Linked DNA regions of Mustela erminea: region 1 is linked to region 2. The links are chromatin contacts, called in public Hi-C maps. All regions are on one chromosome and are shown on one strand. The core of a region is the stretch at or near the end of the contact, and the rest is flanking DNA. Distances in the headings are between cores, read along the strand shown. Region 1 has its middle 18 kb from the start of ACTG1. Region 2 holds the start of BAHCC1 (BAH and coiled-coil domain-containing protein 1).

Evidence for each region. Hi-C and Micro-C count contacts between places; a contact is called where the count stands out from the background.
Region 1: a Hi-C map of skeletal muscle shows a contact between it and region 2, with 11 times the contacts expected there. The contact joins the enhancer-like site here to the promoter of BAHCC1 in region 2. A contact is called at or near these places in 2 of 3 Hi-C or Micro-C datasets (skeletal muscle and spleen).

Annotation. Positions count from the first base shown.
Region 1 is chr18:60,617,648-60,622,629 of mMusErm1.Pri, reverse strand. No RefSeq gene overlaps it. Among named protein-coding and RNA genes, the nearest start is that of ACTG1, 18 kb to the left of the region's middle. Within about 2 kb of position 3,004, the one cell type or tissue checked has open chromatin away from gene starts, as enhancers often do.
Region 2 is chr18:60,543,281-60,548,076 of mMusErm1.Pri, reverse strand. It overlaps BAHCC1 (BAH and coiled-coil domain-containing protein 1), which reads right to left and starts at 3,385. Exons shown (of 27, transcript XM_032322104.1): 1 at 2,432-3,385. The coding sequence starts at 3,149.

The DNA.
Region 1 (4,982 bases), core at 1,755-4,254, 75 kb before region 2:
GGGGCCTCGTGGACCAATGGGTGTCCACCGCTATGGACAAACGAGCCAGCTGCCAGGACAGCACCAGCTCTGACGACACCGCCTGGGGAATGGCCCGCAGCCCAACTGCGGGGCGTCGGGGAGACTGGCACGGGGCCTTCCGCGCTGGGGCCCCATGACATCAGCCGTCCAGGGTCGGGAGATAATTTGTCAGCTCTCTGCCCCACGTGGCCCCTGTGGAAATCAAAGAAGCAGTCTCGCCCGTTTTTAGAGATAAATTAAACGCATCAGTATGAGGAAGTCAGACAGCGAGGCGGAGGGGGGAGGGTGGGTGGAGCCGTGATTTATCTGCTCTTTAATGAGCATTTCTGGGGCTGCCCTGGCCTCCCGCCCAGAGCCAGGTGCCCGGGAGCCTCTCCACTGAGGTCACGAGTGGGGCTCCCACTGCGACCTGCCACTCGCCGGCGAGAGGCTCATCTCCCAGCTGCTGTCCCGGAGCATCAATACGAAACGGCGCTGGAGCTGATGGGGAAGGAGCGAGGGGCGGGCAGGATGGGGCCGTGGCGCGGGATCGGTCACCCCAGCTACCTGGGACCAGCCCCTGCAGCCACAGTGCCACACCCGGGAGTCAGCAGCCCAGGAGCCAGAGGCCGCCCGCGGGGGAGGACGCCCTCTGGTCCTCAGCGGGGCCCCTGCCCTCCCCGCCTTTGCCCTGCACCCACCTTGTCGTGCCTGCGTCTGCTAGGTGAGAAACGACACCTTGCAGCTGTTTGAGCTGGGGGGGGCGTCGTTCAGCTCCGCTGGGGTCACGGCAGAAGATCTGCTCCCAGCCATGGCCTCCATTTTATTGAAGTGCTGCGGGTTTTCCTAACAGAGGCGCTCTGATGTGTTGAGAATGTCAGCGTTTGGTCGTGTATGTGATACAAAGCAGCCCCGCTTGCTGCTGCGTACTGGTTCTGGGGTGGGGCTGCTGGGAGGGTCGGCCTTGATCTGAAAGGTGGCCTACAGATGTATGGTGGGTTCATTGTCAACCAATACTTAGGGAGGGCCCCCTTCTCAGGATACGGCTGCAAACACAATGGGCAGAAAGAACTCACATCCTAGTGAGGGAAACGGACTTAAAAACCAGGAAACTGCAGCGTGGGGGGCGGGATGCAAGCTTCGGAGGAAAAGCGGGGGGCGGGCGGTGAAAGCTGGAGTAGGGGCTGGAGAAGGCCCCTCTGAGAGGACAGCCTTGAGCAAAGATTTGAAGGAGGGGGGGCACCTAGATGGAAGGGGAGAGAGAGGTCCCCAGAAGCACGGACACTGCAAAAGCCCTGGGGTGAGAGCAGGCCTGGGTATATTCCAGGGACCACAGGACGGGGGGTGTACCTGGAGCTTGAGCGCCTGGGGCCATGAGGTGGTCAGGGCCAGAAGAGGGAAGTGGTCTGATGAAATGGGGCTGTGAGGGGCCCCTGGGTGGCTCAGTGTGTTAAGCCTCTGTCTTCCGCTCTGATCATGATCTCAGGGTCCTGGGATCGAGCCCCGCAACAGGCTCTCTGCTCAGCAGGGAGCCTGCTTCCCTCTCTCTCTCTGCCTGCCTCTCTGCCTACTTGTGATCTCTGCCTGTCAAATAAATAAGCAAAATCTTAAAAATAAAAAAAAAAAAAAAAGAAAGAAAGAAAAGAAAAGAAATAAAAGAAATGGGACTGAGTTCCTGGGAGGACTTTGGCTTCTCCTGAGAGCTTCGTGGGGAGTCCCCAACTCTCTAGCAGTGCAGTGTGGACAGCAGAGCCGGATTCCCAGTTTGGGTTAAGAGCACTGAGGCTGGGAGCCGGGTGACTCACAGAGGTTTACCTCCCCAGCCCTGAGGCCACCAGCCCCTCTGAGGCCCTCCCTGTCTGCCTGCCCTGTCCTCACTCCCTGTCAGGACCTGGGGCTCCTGAAGCCATCCAGGGGAGCAGAGGGCCCAGCCCATTGGACATGCCCCTACGCCCCCCAGGACCGTGCAACAGAGAGAGGGAAAAGGGGATGGGGTGGTGCTTGCCCCCAAGGGTGGCCCCCCACTGTGCACAGCGAGAGGTGTTATGGGCCCATGATCCTCCCCAAAGTGCTCTCTGCACGGAGCTGGGCTCCCCGGAAGAGTGAGGCACCTGCTTGGCCCTGTCACTCAGCCCATTCCCCTTCCTGGAGGCCCGGGGCTCTCCCTCTGTGGCCGGATCCCAGGCAGGGGGCAGGGGGCAGGGGGCAGAGGGCAGGGGTTTTCTCTGGCCTTCGGCCTTTGTGTAGAGCCTCCCAGGCCACCTGGGCAGGCCCGAGGCGGGGACGGGGGCCGGCTCCCGCCAGAGGCCCCCCGGCTCCGAGACAAGGGCAAGGTCCTGTCCGGGAGGTCCAGGGTCCCCGCCGGCCTTTGGAACCTGGCAGGAGGGCTCTCCGCGGAGGGGCGGGCGCCCTCGATCTGACTGGTTCCCCCTGAAGCAGAGCTGACCTAACGGAAATTCTCCCAAAGCCTCTCCACGGGGCTCTGGGGCTGGGGCAGGGGGAGGCGAGGGGAGGCGGGCGCGGGGGAGGGCGAGGCCGGCCCGCCCTGCCGGGGCCCCCGCCGCAGCGGCCTCGCGGCCCGGGGACGCCTTTGTCTCGCAGATGCGCGGCCAGATGCCGCCCAGCGCGCCCCGAGGGCCGTCTCGCCCATCCCGCGCCTCCCCTTTGTGCGGCGCGCGGACGCCCGCCGGGTGAGGACGCCGCGGCGACCCGGCGCTTCCTCCTCCCGGTCCTGGGTGGAGGATCCGCGCGCCCGGGGCCGACGAGGGGCGGGCGAGCACCGACGCCGGGGCACCCGGCGAGGCCGGCGCGGGGAGGGGCGCCCAGGCTTCCAGAGCCGGCCAGGAGCGAAGCCCGCGCGGGAACCCGGGTCGGACGGGGGCGGGGCCGCAGTGGGTCCAGTGCGCACGCGCCCGCAGCCCCGCCCACCGCGCTCCCACTGGGCGCTGGGCCGCCTCCCTCGTGCGATTGGCCCGGGCCGTCGCGCTGTCGGCCAATGGACGCGCGGTTCCTGGCGGGCCGCGCGGCGGGGGCGGGGCCGGCGCCGGAGCTGGGGGGGGGGAGGCGGGGCCCCTCCGGGAACGCTCGGCTGCGGTCCGGCAGTGGGCGCCGTGAGCCCGCGATCGAGGCCGCGCGCCCCCTCCCTCCGTAGCGGGCCCGTGCATGGGGCGGCGGTCTGGCCGACCGGAAGGCCCCGCGCCGCGCGGGCCGGGGGCGCCCTCGCACGGTGTCGCGATGTCACGGCGGCCCCCGCCGCCTCTGCTCGCCCCCCGCCCCGCTCCCGCGCATCCCAAAGCCACGAGCCCACCCCCGCGGACAGCAGCGGCGTCCCTGAAGGTCGGCGGGGGTGGGGCTGGCGGTGACCGGTCGTCCGCCCCCGACCAGCCGCCGTCAGTGGACACAGAGTAGCGAAGGAGAAGGTCGCTTTCGGGGGCGCCGGGGCTCGTCGGTGCAGCGTCTGCCGTCCGCTCGGGTCGCGCTCCCGGGGTCCTGCGACTGGGCGCGCACGGGACTCCCTGCTCCGCGGCAGCGGCCTCCCCCTTCCGCCTGCCTCTGCCCGGCCCCCGCACAGGCCCCGCTCTCGGCTCGCGCGCACAGACGTCTGAGAAAGCAGGTCCCGCCCTGTAGCCCTCGGGCCGCTGCGGCGACAGCCCGGGGCGGAGGGACGCGGCGGTGGGACGTGGGAGCGCGTGGCCGTGCGGGGCTGGCGCGCCGCGTCCCGCACCGCCCCAGCCGGACGAGGGGGGACAGCGCAGGCGTCCGCGAGCCCCGGCACAGGGGAAGCGCGCGGCGGAGTGTCCCCGCCCGAGGGAGGCCGCTCGGACCCGCGGCCGCACGTGGATCCCGGGGCGGCGCTCACGGACGCGGCCAGCGCAGGGCAGGGCGAGCTTGCGGGACCGCACCCCGCCCCGCGGTGCGCCCCGCGGGTCCCGAGAGGCCGCGCGGGCGGAGGCACCGGGCCGGGTCGCCGCGCCCTGGCGGCGGCTGCTCGGGGACCCCGCGGCGACGACGCGCGCACGACAGCGCCGCACGGTGAAGGCCACCGACTGGGCACGGAAGTGGCCCTACAGCGGCGAGTGTGACGTCAGACACGTGGGCCCGGACTTGAGAAGATGCTGGGACGTGCCGGACCTCGGGGCTCGTCCGGGCCAAGCGGGCGAACCGCCCCAGGCCGCGACCCGAGCACGGCGTCCGCCGGCTCCGCTCCAGCGGCGGCCCGCGGGGCTTTGGCGGGGCCCGGGAAGGACACCGGGGCCGCACGACGCCCCGACCCGGACGAGCCAGACCCGGCCTGACGCGGGGTCCCCCCCGCAGCCGCGCCCGCCCCTCGGCGTCCCCCCCAGAAGGCGTCTCGTTTTTCCTGTCCCACGGCAGCCTCCCTTCGGCTCCTAGATCCCCCCAGCCCGGCAGGAGCGGGGCGCCGGCGGGCGGAGGCGTCGGAGGCCGGACGCTGGGGGACCGCCAGCCCCCGCTCCCCGCCGGGGGTCCTGCAGGTCGGCCGCCTTCCGGGCCGCGGCCGCTGGAGGGCGCCCCCGGACCGCTCCTGCCGACCCGCGGGCTCCCGCCGGGAGGGCCCTCGGCGGCGCCGGAGGTTGATCTCCTGGTTCACGCCAGAATGGGACGCGGAGGGTCGGCGCAGGAGGCCGCGAGCCGTCTTCAGACCTGGTCCCCAGACCCGCCCGGCGGCCACTTCCCGCCCCAAGGCTGCCCCGCAGCTCGCCGGGTAGCGGCGAAGATGCGGCAAAGTCTTAGGAGGCGAAGGACGAACCGCTGTTCGTCCTTTCCAGGGTCCTGTGCCGCCCCGTCAAGGGCTTGGTGCTCAGCAACTCCATTAGCAAACCTGGACTAACCCCGCCCTTACGGGGGGACGGGTGGCCGGGACAGGCCCTCAACACTCACTTCCTCCAGACGCGATACAGAAGGCCGAAACCCACCATGCCTCTCGGGTCCCTCTGGGCCCTTCCCAACACCTCTGTGCCTCC
Region 2 (4,796 bases), core at 2,136-4,635:
GATGCAGCTAAATTTTAAAAACCAATACAATATTCTGGCTTTCAGCAATTTCAAAAGGCTTTCGGCGGCAGACATTTCTCGCTGGACGCCCATTCGGGCCAGCCTTTCCGTCACTAATGGGTCGGACACCTCCAAACACAATAGCACTCTGGTCCCCCAGGGGGTGGAAATGGCCTCCAGGAACAGGGAACACGTGGCCCTTCAGCCCCCTGTCGAAGGGTGCCCTGGGGACCTCCAGCGCCCTCTGGAACACCCTGCATATGGGAAGGAGGGCCGGGTCTAGGTCAAGGACACAGACCAGGCCACGGCCCACCCGGGATCTCCAAACCCAGCAAGGCCTCTGCTCCAAGAACCACGTGGTCAAACTTGGAAAGATCAAGACAATGGTCCGGGCCACCCCGACCACATTCCCACCTGACTTGGTGATGCCTGCATGTGGCAGAAACAGCAGAAAAGAGACATGGTGGCTGACCAAGACCTAGGTTAGGCTACAGGTTTGGGAGTGGGGACCGGGGAGGCAGCCGTGACCTGAATGGATGGGGAATCCCACCTGCTGGGGCCTCTCCCCAGTGGGATAGCCTGGGGGAAGCCTAGGCATCAGGCGCCCTTCAGACCCTCTCTGGACCCTCATTTCAGGCGGTGATGCTCCTACCTGCCGGGCTAGCAGGCACAACGCTGGGGGGGGGGGGGTGTTGCAGCTCCTCCCTCCCCATCCCCCATCCCCCAACCTGCAGGCTCAGCCTTCCCACCCTCAGCAGGGCTGCAAGCCTTCGGGCTGAGAAAGGGGGCTGGCAGGGAGACCACACTGTCCCTGTGGCCAGCAGGAGCCCCGCGCCGCAGCCCCCCAGTGTAGGCTCCTCCCGGTGGGCACCACCTCCAAACCCGGGGCAGGAGAGTCACTAACTCCAGGGACAGCCAGCACAGATATTTTTAAATCACCCATTTCCCAAGCAAGTACGTTTCCTCTTTCCAGTTATAAGTCTAGAGAGGAGAAAAGAAAAGAACAGAAAGCGGAACCGCACCAAAGAGCGGGAGAAGGGCGGCCTCAGGGAGGCCCCTGGCCGGGGCTGAGCGCCCGACGCCCGGGAGCCCAGCCCCTCTGCTCCCGCCTCCATCTAACTTTCTGAACCTCTCCGTGTTGTACATGCTAAAAGCCCATTAGTAATTAAGGAATTCTGCATATTTTTTTCTTTTTAGGAAATTTCGGTTTTTCTGTCCGCCTGCCCTCCCTTCTGACATGTTCCCTTCTAGCCCGAGTCTTCCATCCGTGTTAATCCACACACTAATTGTAATCCCATTAAAGCAGATATAATTTTATTAGTATTCACAGTTCATCAAGCTAGCAATAATAACTGTTACTGCCAAATTAACAAACAAACCCCAAAAAGCGGCAAACAGCATTTCCGATGTTTAGAACAAACTGTAAACAAAAGCAAGCCAGCCTTCAAGCCTGACCGGCAGGCCCCCACCCCAAGCCCCAAACCTTACTCCTGCAAACTCTGCGGGCTAAGGCCGGCGACCTCCAGGGTCTCCCCGAGATAGCCGCCCCTGGGCCCCCCGCTCCCTCCCCTGACCTTGCTCAACGGTAATATCAGAGCCGCCCCGGAGGGGCGAGGGCCACTCGGGAGGCCTGGGTCAGCCCTGCCCAGGAGCAACGCTCCGCGGAAGGGGATCCGCCAGGACGGGAACGCCGGGCAGGCCCGTTCACTCCTCTTGGAGCAAATTCGCGGCGCACTCGCCTGCACCGAAATGCCGAGGCGGCCCCGCGCCGCCCCCAGCCAGGCCGCCGCCCGGCGCTGCGCTCCCCCGGGGCGGCGGGCCTCGAGCCTCGGCCGCGCTGCAGCCACGCTCTGTCCGGCTTTAGCAGGATACCGGACGCACTTGTTAAAGCCCAGGCAGCCCCTGCAAACCCATTCTCACCCTGACACTTCAAGGCTTTATATAGAAACAGGATTTGCTCGTCTTACACCAGCAGTCCCTATTAGCGCGCACCCCGCGCGCACACCGCCCTAATCCGCCGGCCGCGGCGCCCCCCGCCCCCAGGCACAACAGCCGTTTTGTTCCCGCAGAAAGTGCCTCGTTGTCCCGGCCCCGGAATGTCTCAAGGATGTGAATGCAGAATGCAGAAACGAGGTTTCCGGGGGAGTTTGGGTTTTCTGCAGGAAGGGGTGGGGGAGGGGGCCGGAGGGGAAGGCTTTATTTTTAGCCGGCTCCGGGGCTGCCCTCCGAGACCCGGGGGACCCCGGCAAGGCCGCTCTAAACCGCGGCTCGGCGGCTCGGGGCCCCGCCACCGCGGCCCCGGCGGGGAAATGAAAGCGAAGCTGCCCCGCGAGGGCTCCACGGAGAGGAGGGGCGCGCGCCCGCTCCCCCCGGACCGTGCCCGCCTCTCGGCTGGGCCTCCTCTCCCGCGCCCGCCCCGGCCGGCACTGACCTGTGTGCGAAGCCATGGGCAGCGGCGACGGGAAGTACTTTCCGGGCTGGAAGTGGGCGGGCGGCTGCGCGGCCGGCCCGGCGGGGGCAAGGCGCGCGGCGGCGGCGCTGCGGTGGCCCAGGCTCCCGCGCTCCGACAGCAGATGCGGCGGCGGCGCGAAGTCGCGGCCATCCATGCCGGGCCCCGGCCCCGGCCCCGGCCCGCCGCCGCCTCCGGGGAGCAGCGCGGCCGGGGCCCCGGGGCGGCTCGGCGTGCGCGGGCGGCGCGCGGGCGGCGCGGAGGAGGCGGCGTCCGGGGTCAGCGGTGGGGTGGCGGGCGGGTCAGCACGCCGGCGGACTGGGCTCCTCGGCGGGCAGCCGCGCGCCGAGCCGGCGGCCGCCGTGCGGGTCCATAGTCTGCGGAGGCAAGCAGAAGAGACTCGGTGACTCGGGGGGCTCGGCTCGTCTGGGAGGGGGTGTCCTCGCCCCGCCCGCCGGCCGGACCCGGGACAGTCCGCGCGTCTCCCGCCGCTTGCGCGCGCGCCGGGCCACCCGGGCCGCCCTGTCCCCGCGCGCACACGCACCGTCCCGGCCGCGCTCGGCCCGGAAGAGCCTGGGGGAACCCGGCTGCAGCGCTCGCCGCTACCCCTTCGCGTCTCCGCGGGTCCCTGCGGCGAGGGCGCCGCGGCAAAAGGCTGCTGGCTCCGCTGGGTGATAAAAACCCAAATCTGCGAAGCCATCACGCACACACACACAGACACACACACTCACACGCACACCCCCTCCCCTCCCCCGCTGCCCAGAGGTGTCTCGGAGGAAAAGGCCTGAGGTCCACGCTCGCCTTTTTCCTCTCCCCCCTTATGCCGAGGTCCAGCTTTTACTACATTCCGCTTAACCGAATAACCATGCTAATTAAGCGAGTAATTTTATTGATTGTAACTCAAGAGTTTTTTTTTTTTTTTTTAAATAACCTTCCTTTCTCCCCTGTTCCCATCCCCCCATGCGTCTTTCGGCCCATTCTTTAGAACCCGCCGCCCCCGACAAGGCCCCCACCCCCAGCTCCCAGCCGGGACCCCGGGGCAGCTCCCCAGTGTCCCAGGAGTCTGCGTCCGCCGCCGGTGTCACCTGGGCGGCCACGCCGCAGTGCCCGGCCTGCCGTCCCCGAGCCGGGAGCTTCCCGGCTAGGCTGGAACAATTACCCCGCCCCCCAATCAAATTCGCCCAGGATCTTCCACTGCGGACTGGGGACTTTGGGGCGGGGGTGGGGTGGGGGATGCTTTGAGAGTCAGAAAGTGTTCTCTCTTGGCTCCCCGAATCGGCCACAGAATTCCTCCCTGCAGCGCCTGCCCCGGGTCGCCGAGCCCAGTCGGTCTCCGAGCGGCCGCGCGGCCCGGGCACGCGGGGGTCTGCGGCGGCCGGCTCAGCCCTCCGGCCGCGGGGAGTCGGCCCGGCCCCGCGCAACCTTCGCCCCAGCTCAGGGCCCAGCAGAGCCCGGGACTCAGCCCTGGGTTTCCCCCTCCCGGCAAAGCCACTGAAAAACACCCCCGCCTCCCTTCCTTCCACCCCCGCGCGGCCGGGGGAGTGCACTGGGAGGCCGAGTGGGCAAACACGGACCCGGCGACAGAAACTGCACGGCCGGGCGCGCGCGTGGACCGCTTTCACTTTGCATATTTCCCCTCATCTTCCTAAATCTGCCTTGTTTCGGCGTTCGGTGTCAGCTCCCGCCGAAGGGAGAGGGGCAGGCTCGGTACTCTCGCCGGCGAACCCCGCGGAAAGCCCGGCTCCTGCCTTCCCGCCGTCCCGCCGTGGCAGCAGGGCGACCAGGATGCTCTCCAGGCCGTGAGCACCAGTTTAGACGGCCGTGTCGAGCGCTACGGGCTCCACAACGTCTTATTTGCAGACTATTTTGTGTTTGATTTAATCTATAACCGAAAACATAATGTATTAAGTGAACACATATTTGCTCAGCTGATAAGCTTTTCTCCATATTTATCCGGAGAACTTTCGCATTGTAAATAAATGGGACCTGCACAAAGAGTTCTCTTTGTCTCTCAACTTCATACAAAGGGGTTTGGGGTTCCCTCGCCGCCAGGGATCGCCGGCTCTCTGCCCCGGTCTAACAAACAAACCCGATCGCCGCCGCGCGGGCCTGCAAAGCGAGCGCCGCGCCGCCAGGGCCAGGGCAGCGCCGACGAGCGGGCTGCCGGCGCCGGGTCAGGGGAGGGGCGGCCCGGGCCGGGGGCCTCGGGGAGGGACAAAGACAGAGAAGGAGGGGAGGGAGGTCTGGAACCTGCGACTTCAAAGGCGCCGAGGGCCTGGGCTGCGCCCGCGGGGGCGCGAGGCTTGCCGGCGGCCTCCGGGGACTCGTGCGCGCTACGCTTTTGTTC